Regions from separate parts of the Rattus norvegicus genome. Here all the other regions are linked to region 2. Evidence: chromatin contacts called from public Hi-C and HiChIP or PLAC-seq data. All regions are on one chromosome and are shown on one strand. The core of a region is the stretch at or near the end of the contact, and the rest is flanking DNA. Distances in the headings are between cores, read along the strand shown.

Region 1 (3,170 bases), core at 644-3,143, 290 kb before region 2:
AATGCATAGATTATTGATTAAAATGTTTATAATGTAAAAACTTCTATAGCACTGAAATTAAAACTGTCAGACCCCCCAACCCCCAGGAAAATACAGAGTTGGAGATTGTTCATAATCTAACTGTGTCCAATTATGTTGTTATCTATGGACACTGTTAAGATGTTTACATCAGTTAAGAAGCTCATTTTTATAGTCATTTTTTAATACCCAGAAAAAGGAGCTTGGGAAAGAAGCTTGGCTGTCAAGTGGGTCTGCGCACCTGAGAGTGGGTCTGATGTGTTTTTCTGTTTGGGCACTTGACTAATCTTTCCCTGGTGCAATAAAGAGAATTGTCTCCCTGCTTTCTAGCACTTTGGTGATAGCAGATTAGGATCCCAAGTGAGTGAAGCAAGTCTAACTGCATCAGGAACCACACTAATCTAGAAAGATACCAAAGAAAATACTTTGGGATCTAGATGCTGGCTGAACTTCAGGAGGCCAAGAGGCAAAACACACCTACCATAGCCTGACACAGGCAAGAAGACCTCAAGGCACAAGGCGTCAGCACACACAAAGACAACCCCAAAGAAAACTACAGTTACAGCATCAGGGTACCCAAATACAGTTTAGAAATGGCCTAAAATTCTCATGTGGGAACGGAAGGTTAACTATATGATTAAGAGATATATTGTTCTGTTTTTAATCAAAAAAGAAAGAAAGAAAGAAAGAAAGAAAGAAAGAAAGAAAGACTTCATATTTTTTTCCCTCTCATATATAAAATTCTCATTCTGAATTTACACACGGGCACTAGAAGTATGGTAATTAACAGAGTCAACAATACAATATTTTAACAGAACCTCCACCTGCAGCTGGTTCTTTGCTTGTAATTGTTTTATTATTCACTTTATTTCTTGAGCATGCACTGGTGGGAAGCAAAGAAAGGCATACTGTAGGCCTCTCTCAGATGAAACGCTGTAGCGAAATCTGAGTTTTATACTTGGTTTTCAAACTATTGAATAATATCCTATGAGACCTCTTAGGTCTTAACTGGATTAAAATGAATATATTTGTGCTCCTGCTCTTCAGCTAACTAATGTGCATGTGAATTGACGCTGCAAGGGAGCTACACTGAGAGTAGATGCAGGGGACAGGCCGAGTATAGCTGTGCAAAGGAGTGGGCAGGCTGCCTCTGCCTCAGACAAAATGAAAATGAGCAGGCCTTGGGGTCTGGTGCATTTTGTCAGGGCCAGGAGAGCAGCTGAGCTGAGGGATGAAGGGGGAGGGGCAAGGGAGGTGGAGAACAGGGTGTGTGTGTGTGTGTGTGTGTGTGTGTGTGTGTGTGTGTGTGTGTGTTCGCTCTAAGGTTTTAGTTATGACTGAGCATGAGGTTTTTGTTTAGTTGTCTCCCAGCATAAACAGCCCTGAGTTTCAGGTTCAGGGTGGAGTGCACCCACAGGGAATGTCAACCCAGTTCTCTTTCTGGCCTTTCCATGTGGTTGCTACTCAGAATGCCGCCGTGGCTGGGAAGAAGGAGTGGGATGGGGGGGGGGGGGGTGAAGTAAGAGCCGGGGGTCTGTCTGCAGCTGCCCCTCTCACACTCGAATAAAAGAACTTTTTTTTTCAGGGGTAGGGAAGCTGTGAATACCTTTCCCAATAAGAGATGAGGCATATTGAAAACTATATTAAATTACCCTGATTAACAATTTAGCCACGAACAGGGGAGCTTTGGGAGATCTCTATAGGCAGGACTGGGGGCTATTCATGCCAGCAGCTAAGAGGTCGAAAGGTTTCTGAAGTTCACAGGCTCAGAGCCTTTGTTATGCTAACAGACAATCTCAAATCAGCTGCCTAGTGGAGTGTGAAATCTAAATGATTTCTTGAGAACTTCCAGTAAGTTGTCACTCTTGCTCTCCAAATGCCAGGACAGGCTGCTAATTTCTAGCAGGCCCTTTTGCAACATCGCTAGCCCTAAATGAATGCCTTTGTAGTTCAAATAATCTTTTCAAGGGAGCTGTCCTATCATCATAGTCCAAATGCATCTTGGTTTTGACTATTAAATGAAAATCAGAGCTCAGCCGTGCTTGACTTTTCCAAGCAGCCGATGTTTGGGAAGGGTGGAGGCAGCTCTCATGCACAAGAAGTTAGCACCCACTGCAGGAGGGCCAGGGCATGAATAACAGCCAAGCCATGGCCACCCCAACTCCAACCCCCACCCTTAGCCCTACCAGGAAAAAAGCTCCTGGAGAGATTTACAGGGCGCTCCCCTCAGGCTGGACTACCTTCGTCTTTCAACCATACCAACCCTTCTCTGATTTATGAACCCTCTGTCCGACAGGACAGCCAGCTGACCTGTTAGCATCTCACTGGTCACTTTGAAGCAGCAACTTTAGGGATGAATATATTCATTCTTCAGGGCAAATGAGGCCAAGAGGAAGGGGACAAGGTGTATGTCCAGGATGCCCTTAGTATCAGAAGCCTGTGCATTTTTTTCTCTTTTTCCCATAAGGGCAAAAGCACGGCTTATGATCTTAGGTGGAATCTGTGAGCATGTCCAGAGAACTGTCTTAGCTCTTCATGTCTGAATCCCAAAGCTTTGAAAAATAGGAAAAACACCACCAGTCCAAACCTCAAATAAGTTCTGAGAGCAACAAGGAGAATGTACTAGAGGAAGAATGGACCAAATCTAGCAACCTAGTGGGAAAGGGTATGGCCAATTTATAAAAGTAAACCATGAAGGAGAGAGAGGACAAAGCAAAGTCTGTAACACCGGTCTCCATCAGTCTGCACAGAGAAGTAACAGCAGCAACCCGGCCCTTAACATTTTGGGAGAGTATTTCTGACTCCATACCCTCGACTTTTTTGTTGAAACACTAAAAGGTCGTAACATCTCTGCATTCTCTGAATAGAGCAAGCCTGATTTCTGAGGCAACAGAAACAGAATGGGGGAAACAAACAAATGAGTCATATCTCTCAATGTATTCTCACAGTAAGTTGGTGAACAAGTGAGCAATACACTGAAGACACTCTCGGACTCTTAGAGAGCTATCCATGCAGAAGAGCTGAAGGCCTAGGTGCTGCTCCTCATCCTCACCCAACTACAGTTTCTAACTACTGTTGCTATAGCAACTAATGTAAACAAACACTTTCTTCTTCCTGAGGTAACCAGGACTTTAGGACCATACGCTAAAACA
Region 2 (3,090 bases), core at 352-2,851:
GACAGCCCTTGCAATTTGGGGTGTGTAATAATGCCTTTTGTGGTGCTGTCTGGCTGGGAGGGTAAGCAGAGGACCTTCCCTGCCACCTTTTTTTACTGGGAAAACAACTGGGAAGCTCCTGGGTTCACAAAACTAGATCAGTTCCCGTCTTTTGGAGAAAGAGAAAAATGCTGTCTCTACCGTGCTTTCAAAAAAAATAATAAAAGACAAACCAACGGAAAGCATAGCAAATGAATGTCTAATTTCTTAGAGATTTTTAAAGAAGCGTTTCAGAAAGCTATATTCAGGCTGAAGTCATTTCGAAGTATTGTTTGAGCGAATAGGTTCCAGCACTCAATTATCTAAGATGCATTAATTATTTCTTTGAATCCAACTCACTTTGGTAACAAGAATGTATTGGTGTGGGTCTTAGAAACCCTTGGCTCTCTGACATGTTTCATAGCTGAATAGGGTGGGTTTCTTTTTCCGACAATTGTACTGAGCGCTGCTGCTGATCTGTCCTCTGCCTGTGCCCATGGGCGGAGGACACAGGCTGTGGGTGTGTCCCGCCCACAGACGCGCGTGCGTGTGTATTGTATACATGTATTCTCTAGTGTGTGCCTCAAATGGAGCCATTTTCCCCCTTTTAGCGCCCTGCGTGTATTAGTAATATGCAAATAGAATCATTCTGCTTGAGTATATTTTGGAGGGGGAGGGGATGAACCATTTTAATTCTGCTCTAGTATTTCTTCGGCAATATTTTCTCTGCGTGTGAATTTGCATGAATGCATTTTCTGAGGTGTGGATTCTGTACGTGTGCGTGTGTGTGCTTGTGTGTGCTTGTGTGTTCAGAAAGACCATTGGCTCGTCAGCGGGTGTGTGCTTCAGCGTGTGAGAAGCATGTAGACTCTGAGGACCTTGGGAGCAGCCCATGTTCTCTCCGGGTGATCTGTCTGTATCTGCCCTTGTGTTTTGTGTTCTTGATGTGATTGTGTGCGTTATTTACATGCGTGCTTCTATTCTTTTGCCTTCGTGTAGTGCTTTTCTCTACAGTCCACACATCTCACATATATTCTTTTATCTTTTGGCAACATGCCTTTTTTGTTCCTCGAAGGATATTTATTGATGTGATAATCTGAAATGAAAAGTGGTCTCCCATGAAGGAGATGGAAGAGAAAGGAGCGTTCATCTTTCTTAATAGACGGGGCAGTGCCAGTTGACTGGATCACAGGGTTTCTCTGCACTTTCTGCGTGAGCCTGCGTGTGGGGGTGGGGGCGGGGACGGCTGAGGGAGGACGGAAAAGGACCCTTTAAGCAGAACAAAGATAGGACATCGCGCCTCCTGGCGTCCAGATCGCATACTGCATCTACCCCGCTGCTGCGACTTTCAGAAATCAGAATTCAGAGATTTTTCTCCTTAAACCATTCAGGGGCCGCCTCTCAGACCCAGCCCCCGGACCTCAGCCAATCACCGGACGCCATGCAAATCACCTCTTTCGCCCTCCAAACCAGCGTCCAGTTTAGCGGCAGTTTCTGCAGCCCCGCCCATCTTGGTCCTTCCCTTCCCTTCCCCCTCCCTCCTCTGCCTCCGACAGAGCAGCAGCTGCTTGGGAAGAGGGCAGTGCTGGGTGCTTCATGCATATGCAGACAGATCCATCCTCCCCCTCCACCCCTCCTCTCACTCCCTCCTCTCTCCCTCTCCTCCCGCCCAGCTTTTCCTCGCTCCCCAGCCCCCACCACGCCGCCCATTAGTATCTCCCAGCCTCCTCGACGTGTAGTTCCCAGCTCTGGTCCAGGCAGCTGCTATCCACAAGGATGCCCAGGCGCGCCATAGGAGTCAGAGAAGGAGAGGGAGGAAACCTCTGCCTTTGAAATCCGCTCGAAGGTCAAGTTTGTGGCTTGCGGTGCGGGGAGCCAGAGACGTTGAAAATGCTCTGTTGAGTCTGCAGGAAGATGGTGCATGCTTCCCTTGGCTTTCTCTCACTAAAGAGCAGATTAATTTCTCTAAAATACACAAAGTACCGGTCACGTCCAGAGGCAGGGTGATGATAGATGGCTCCGCGTGCCCACAGTTACAGTCTGTATTTATCTTGCACATCAAGGTTCCTTAAGCCACAAAGCACTGGAGAGGAGATCAAAGGGCGTTATATCTTCTTAGGTGCAGGAAGGGTGGGGAGTGCGGCTAGCCCGGAGAGCGTTGGCGCGGGACCTGCTTGAGGTGGGCAGTTAAACGATAACTCCGGAAACATGACCTGGGGCCCACGGAAAGGAAAAAATAATAATTCTGTGAGAAGGCCAATATGCTATTATGCATATGCAGACTGCGTCCAAAGCCCTTTCGAGACGCCCTAAACGTTTTCAAGTTTTGAATACCTCGCTGAACTGACTTAAAAGTAGGGGGAAATGTCACCGTGAAAACAGCGCTTGTAGAGTGCTTGGAGATCCACTAAGGAGAAAGCCGAACTGTGGAATGACCTTGTTTTATAGATCTACTTCAGCCCCGAAATACCTTGAGGACTTTCTAAAGGGAATTGCAGCAGTTTCCCCTCAAATCTTACTCGGTGGAGAAGGGAGGGCATAGCAAATTTAAAACTGCACTTTGTTAAGATAATTTACCGACCCCCCACCCGCTTTTTAAAATCCAGGGCGTATTGTGTGCTGAGCATCTTCCAAGCGAAGCGCTTCATGTATCTCCCAGTTCTCAGGTGCCACGGAAATTAGGGAGAAAAAAAACCAAAGAACCAAAAACAACAACAACAAAAAACCCCAGCAGCTCAGAGCGGTCTCTGCCCTTGAGCTGCTCCGGCGCTAGCAGGAGGAAAATCTGTAGGTGGTGCTTCACAGCCCAACCGGAAACAGCCCCGAGAGCCCTCAGACTGCAGTGAAACAGCGACTTGGTACATTCCTATAGTGGAATACAGGGCGGCAGCAATTAAAAGTGAATGGACGATCTTGAAGGCAGTGTTGGATGAAAAAGCAAATCGCAAGAGAATGTGATATTAATACAATGTTACTGTCTATTAACATAATACTGTAACAGACCACAAAAACACAGAAAATGCATGATAGGAAGCATAACATCGTGTCGGGGAATGGGGTGTGGAAACTGGA
Region 3 (3,183 bases), core at 50-2,549, 310 kb after region 2:
GAACTGGTGTATGAAATGTTCATATTTCTGAACCTCAGAACTTCTCCAATATACTTTAGAATCTACTCATTTAAAAGATTCAGGATGCCAATGATTTAGGGAATTAAATGTTGTACTGTTTTAAATTTACTGAATGACCTTATACAAAACAGTACATCTTTCTTTCTCAATTAATATGTGAGACAAAGTTTGAACATTATTCCATATGAGTAACATAACATTTAATTCATAGTACTTAAAAATTTACATAGACTATGTGAATAAAAATGTTTCCCATGCCATATTGAACAGGTCAATATTTTCTGTACTAATTTAATACCAGTAAAATGGTCTTGTATATATAAAATTTAATGGGCAATTCACTTCTTGGTTAGATCATTTATTAAAAAGTCACATTTTCCTGCATTTCTGGTTGATTATTTTTCTCACTAAATTTACTGTCTCATCAAGGCAGTGTTTGTTCATTTGGAGAATCATTTAACATGGATTGTACTGTGGGGACCTGAGATGGAACTTTTCCTATTTAAGAAAATAGCCACTCTGTATTTAGATTCCTGTAGGGGACACTTCAGGAGAGTGATGTTGCTATCTCATGCCTACAAATTCCTCATCTGGGTCTGGAGTCATTGCTATATCTGTTCATTCAAGATAGCTGTGCTTAGCAATTCAACAATTCAACATGATGTAAGTTGGCTCATCAACAAAGCCAGTACCCTCTGGGGATTGGAACAACACTTCCTGTGTTTGACTCTGCTTGCTCGGAAGTTGTTTTAAGTCCAGCACTGCTGGTGAAGTTTCCCCTGGTGCACTGAATGTTCATGCCATGTCAAAAGGCCTTGACCTTTTCACTCATAGAACAAAGGGACTGGAAACAAATTATGCTCAGAGAACGGGTCAAAGAATAACAACTCCAACATGAAAGAAAACAAAGAGTCTGACCTCCTACACAAGCCATGAATACAATTTCTGAGCCTGAGAGTATATCTTAAGACAACAGTCTCCTTCACCAAAATGTATTAAGTATACTATGTACCATGTATCAGTGTAAGTATACTATGTACCATGTATCAGTGTAAGTATACTATGTACCATGTATCAGTGTAAGTATACTATGTACCATGTATCAGTGTAAGTATACTATGTACCATGTATCAGTGTAAGTATACTATGTACCATGTATCAGTGTGCTCTGAATCCTCCCACTCCGGCTCTGCCTTGGCTGTTTTTGTAGAACACAGTGGACTAACTCCTGCTCTCCCTACTCCTCTGTCCAGCTGGAACTATTCTAGTCCAGGAGCTGTCCACCAGAGATGAGTCTTCAGAAACAGTGACTCATCAGCAAATTCTGCTCCCCCCTGCTAAGAGTATATTTAGTGTAAAAGCCTGGAGGATGCAGCACAGCCAAACACATGAAGGGACAGAATTTGAGTGGGAGGGAGAGGACAACACTAAAATAGAATTGCAAGAAGCCACAGAATTGCAGCCTAGCCTAGCTTTCCCAGCAATGTGGCTGCAGCAACACCTACAGTTCCCCTCCAAGAATGGCATGCCACATTAATGCCATGAAAATAAGCTCCTGGTGAACCTCTTTGAACAGAGAAACATACTCTAAAATATTCCTATGATACAAAAGAAAAATAAAATGATTTTGTGCTTCATTGTAGTTCCCAACAGAAAAATACTTTTTCTTTGTTTAAGTGCAATTAGGCAATTCTGGCCTAGGGGATAGCTGTGTAGAAAACTGTGTTAAGTGAACCAATTGTAGATCAGATGCTTATGATGGACTTTCAATCAGAAAACCAATATAACTTTGATACAATACCAGGACCCACTCTCCTCGTCATTCCCTCAGCTTCATTCCTGAACAGAAAATTTTACCTTAATTAATTAAACCATTATTTAAATGTTCTCTTCAAACACATGAATGGAAATTTTGCTACTGTCTTAGGTTATCAGACTTCTGAGTTCAAGTCAGCATTGGGCAGCAGTGGTCACAAAGCTATCCACCAAGGGTCCATGGCACATGGGACCCACATATATCTTTGTTTTTCTCAGTTATTACGAAGTGAAGACTTTTAAAAATAAAGAATATTTCTTGTATAGTTTTGATAATTAGAGAATATTCACTGTAGAGCATGAGTTTACTTGTGGCTATGTATCTCTCATGTGCTCCATTCATCACCTACCTTCCTCCTACATCTCTCACACACTCATCTCCTCCCTTTTTCTCAAATTGTCCCTGACCACTTTGTTTAATGTTTCCATCAGTGTATATTCACTGTACAAACCCATGGGTTTCTTATCTTGATCTTTACTTAGTTTTTCAAAATCAGCCAAACCTCACTTATGTTGCTCACACTAACTTCAAACACAGGATTTTCCAGCTTCTGCCTCTTAAAGTCAGGGATTACATGTTTGTAGCTACACGACAACCACATGTGGCTTGACTTTCTGTCCTTTTTCTAAAGCAAAACAGTTTTTCTCCTATTACCACCTACTTTTCTTAAATGACCATGACACTGAATTTTAATATTATAACTAAAAAACATGCTACAAATTTCTTCAGAAAAATTCATCATTTTCAGCACTTTAATAATTCAAAGGTATTAGACTCAAAGTTTTATATGCCCTTAAAAAACTACTGATGTTATTGTTTTTGTGTGCATGGAATCTTGATTTCTTTTATGTTTTAGAAAATGAATAGCATAAGGGAAATCAGTCCTAATATAAAACTCAAAAGGATTTTAAAACAAGAGGTAGATAGCACTCCATTTTTTTGCCAAGTAAACAAGGTGAGAAAAATAAAAACCCACAAAATGTTTACAATGGTTCCATGAGAGTTTAAATATTTTGGGCAGGAGAGCAAATTGATTCCATTTTCTCCCCTGACCATGCATTTATGTGTATATATGCAACATATGTATATATAAAGCACTATGCTATAGCACTATGCTATATATCCTGTGTAAAAGCACATGTATGTGCACAAGCACTTAGGTAAACACACATATATTTATGTATTTGAACAAATACTTTCACCTCTAGAAGCTTACTTTAGTAATTCTTAATTTTGAGGAAGACCATAGACATTTTGCCCAATATTGCTTGTTTTTCTGAACTACAATAAGCAAATGTGTGATTATAGAGAAAAGTCTGAGCAAAGTTTCAGTTTTTAATGTGCTA

Evidence for each region. Hi-C and Micro-C count contacts between places; a contact is called where the count stands out from the background. HiChIP or PLAC-seq counts read pairs in DNA pulled down with a chosen protein or histone mark.
Region 1: a contact with region 2 is called in an H3K27ac HiChIP or PLAC-seq map of oligodendrocytes, with 4 times the contacts expected there. The contact joins two enhancer-like sites. A contact is called at or near these places in 2 of 12 Hi-C or Micro-C datasets (frontal cortex and prefrontal cortex) and 1 of 1 datasets of contacts at active chromatin or transcription factors (oligodendrocytes).
Region 3: a contact with region 2 is called in a Hi-C map of prefrontal cortex, with 5 times the contacts expected there. The contact joins two enhancer-like sites. A contact is called at or near these places in 3 of 12 Hi-C or Micro-C datasets (Schwann cells, frontal cortex and prefrontal cortex) and 1 of 1 datasets of contacts at active chromatin or transcription factors (oligodendrocytes).

The regions. Positions count from the first base shown.
Region 1 is chr2:16,281,273-16,284,442 of GRCr8, forward strand. All of the region lies in intron 1 of LOC108349917 (a long non-coding RNA gene), which reads right to left. Among named protein-coding and RNA genes, the nearest start is that of Tmem161b, 160 kb to the right of the region's middle. Within about 2 kb of position 1,894, at least 31 of the 93 cell types and tissues checked have an H3K27ac peak or open chromatin away from gene starts, as enhancers often do.
Region 2 is chr2:16,573,055-16,576,144 of GRCr8, forward strand. It overlaps LOC102554306 (a long non-coding RNA gene), which reads right to left. Exons shown (of 4, transcript XR_590807.4): 1 at 2,002-3,090. Among named protein-coding and RNA genes, the nearest start is that of Tmem161b, 130 kb to the left of the region's middle. Within about 2 kb of position 1,602, at least 71 of the 93 cell types and tissues checked have an H3K27ac peak or open chromatin away from gene starts, as enhancers often do. A contact at or near this core is called in prefrontal cortex, where this site is marked.
Region 3 is chr2:16,884,387-16,887,569 of GRCr8, forward strand. No RefSeq gene overlaps it. Among named protein-coding and RNA genes, the nearest start is that of Tmem161b, 440 kb to the left of the region's middle. Within about 2 kb of position 1,300, at least 23 of the 93 cell types and tissues checked have an H3K27ac peak or open chromatin away from gene starts, as enhancers often do. A contact at or near this core is called in prefrontal cortex, where this site is marked.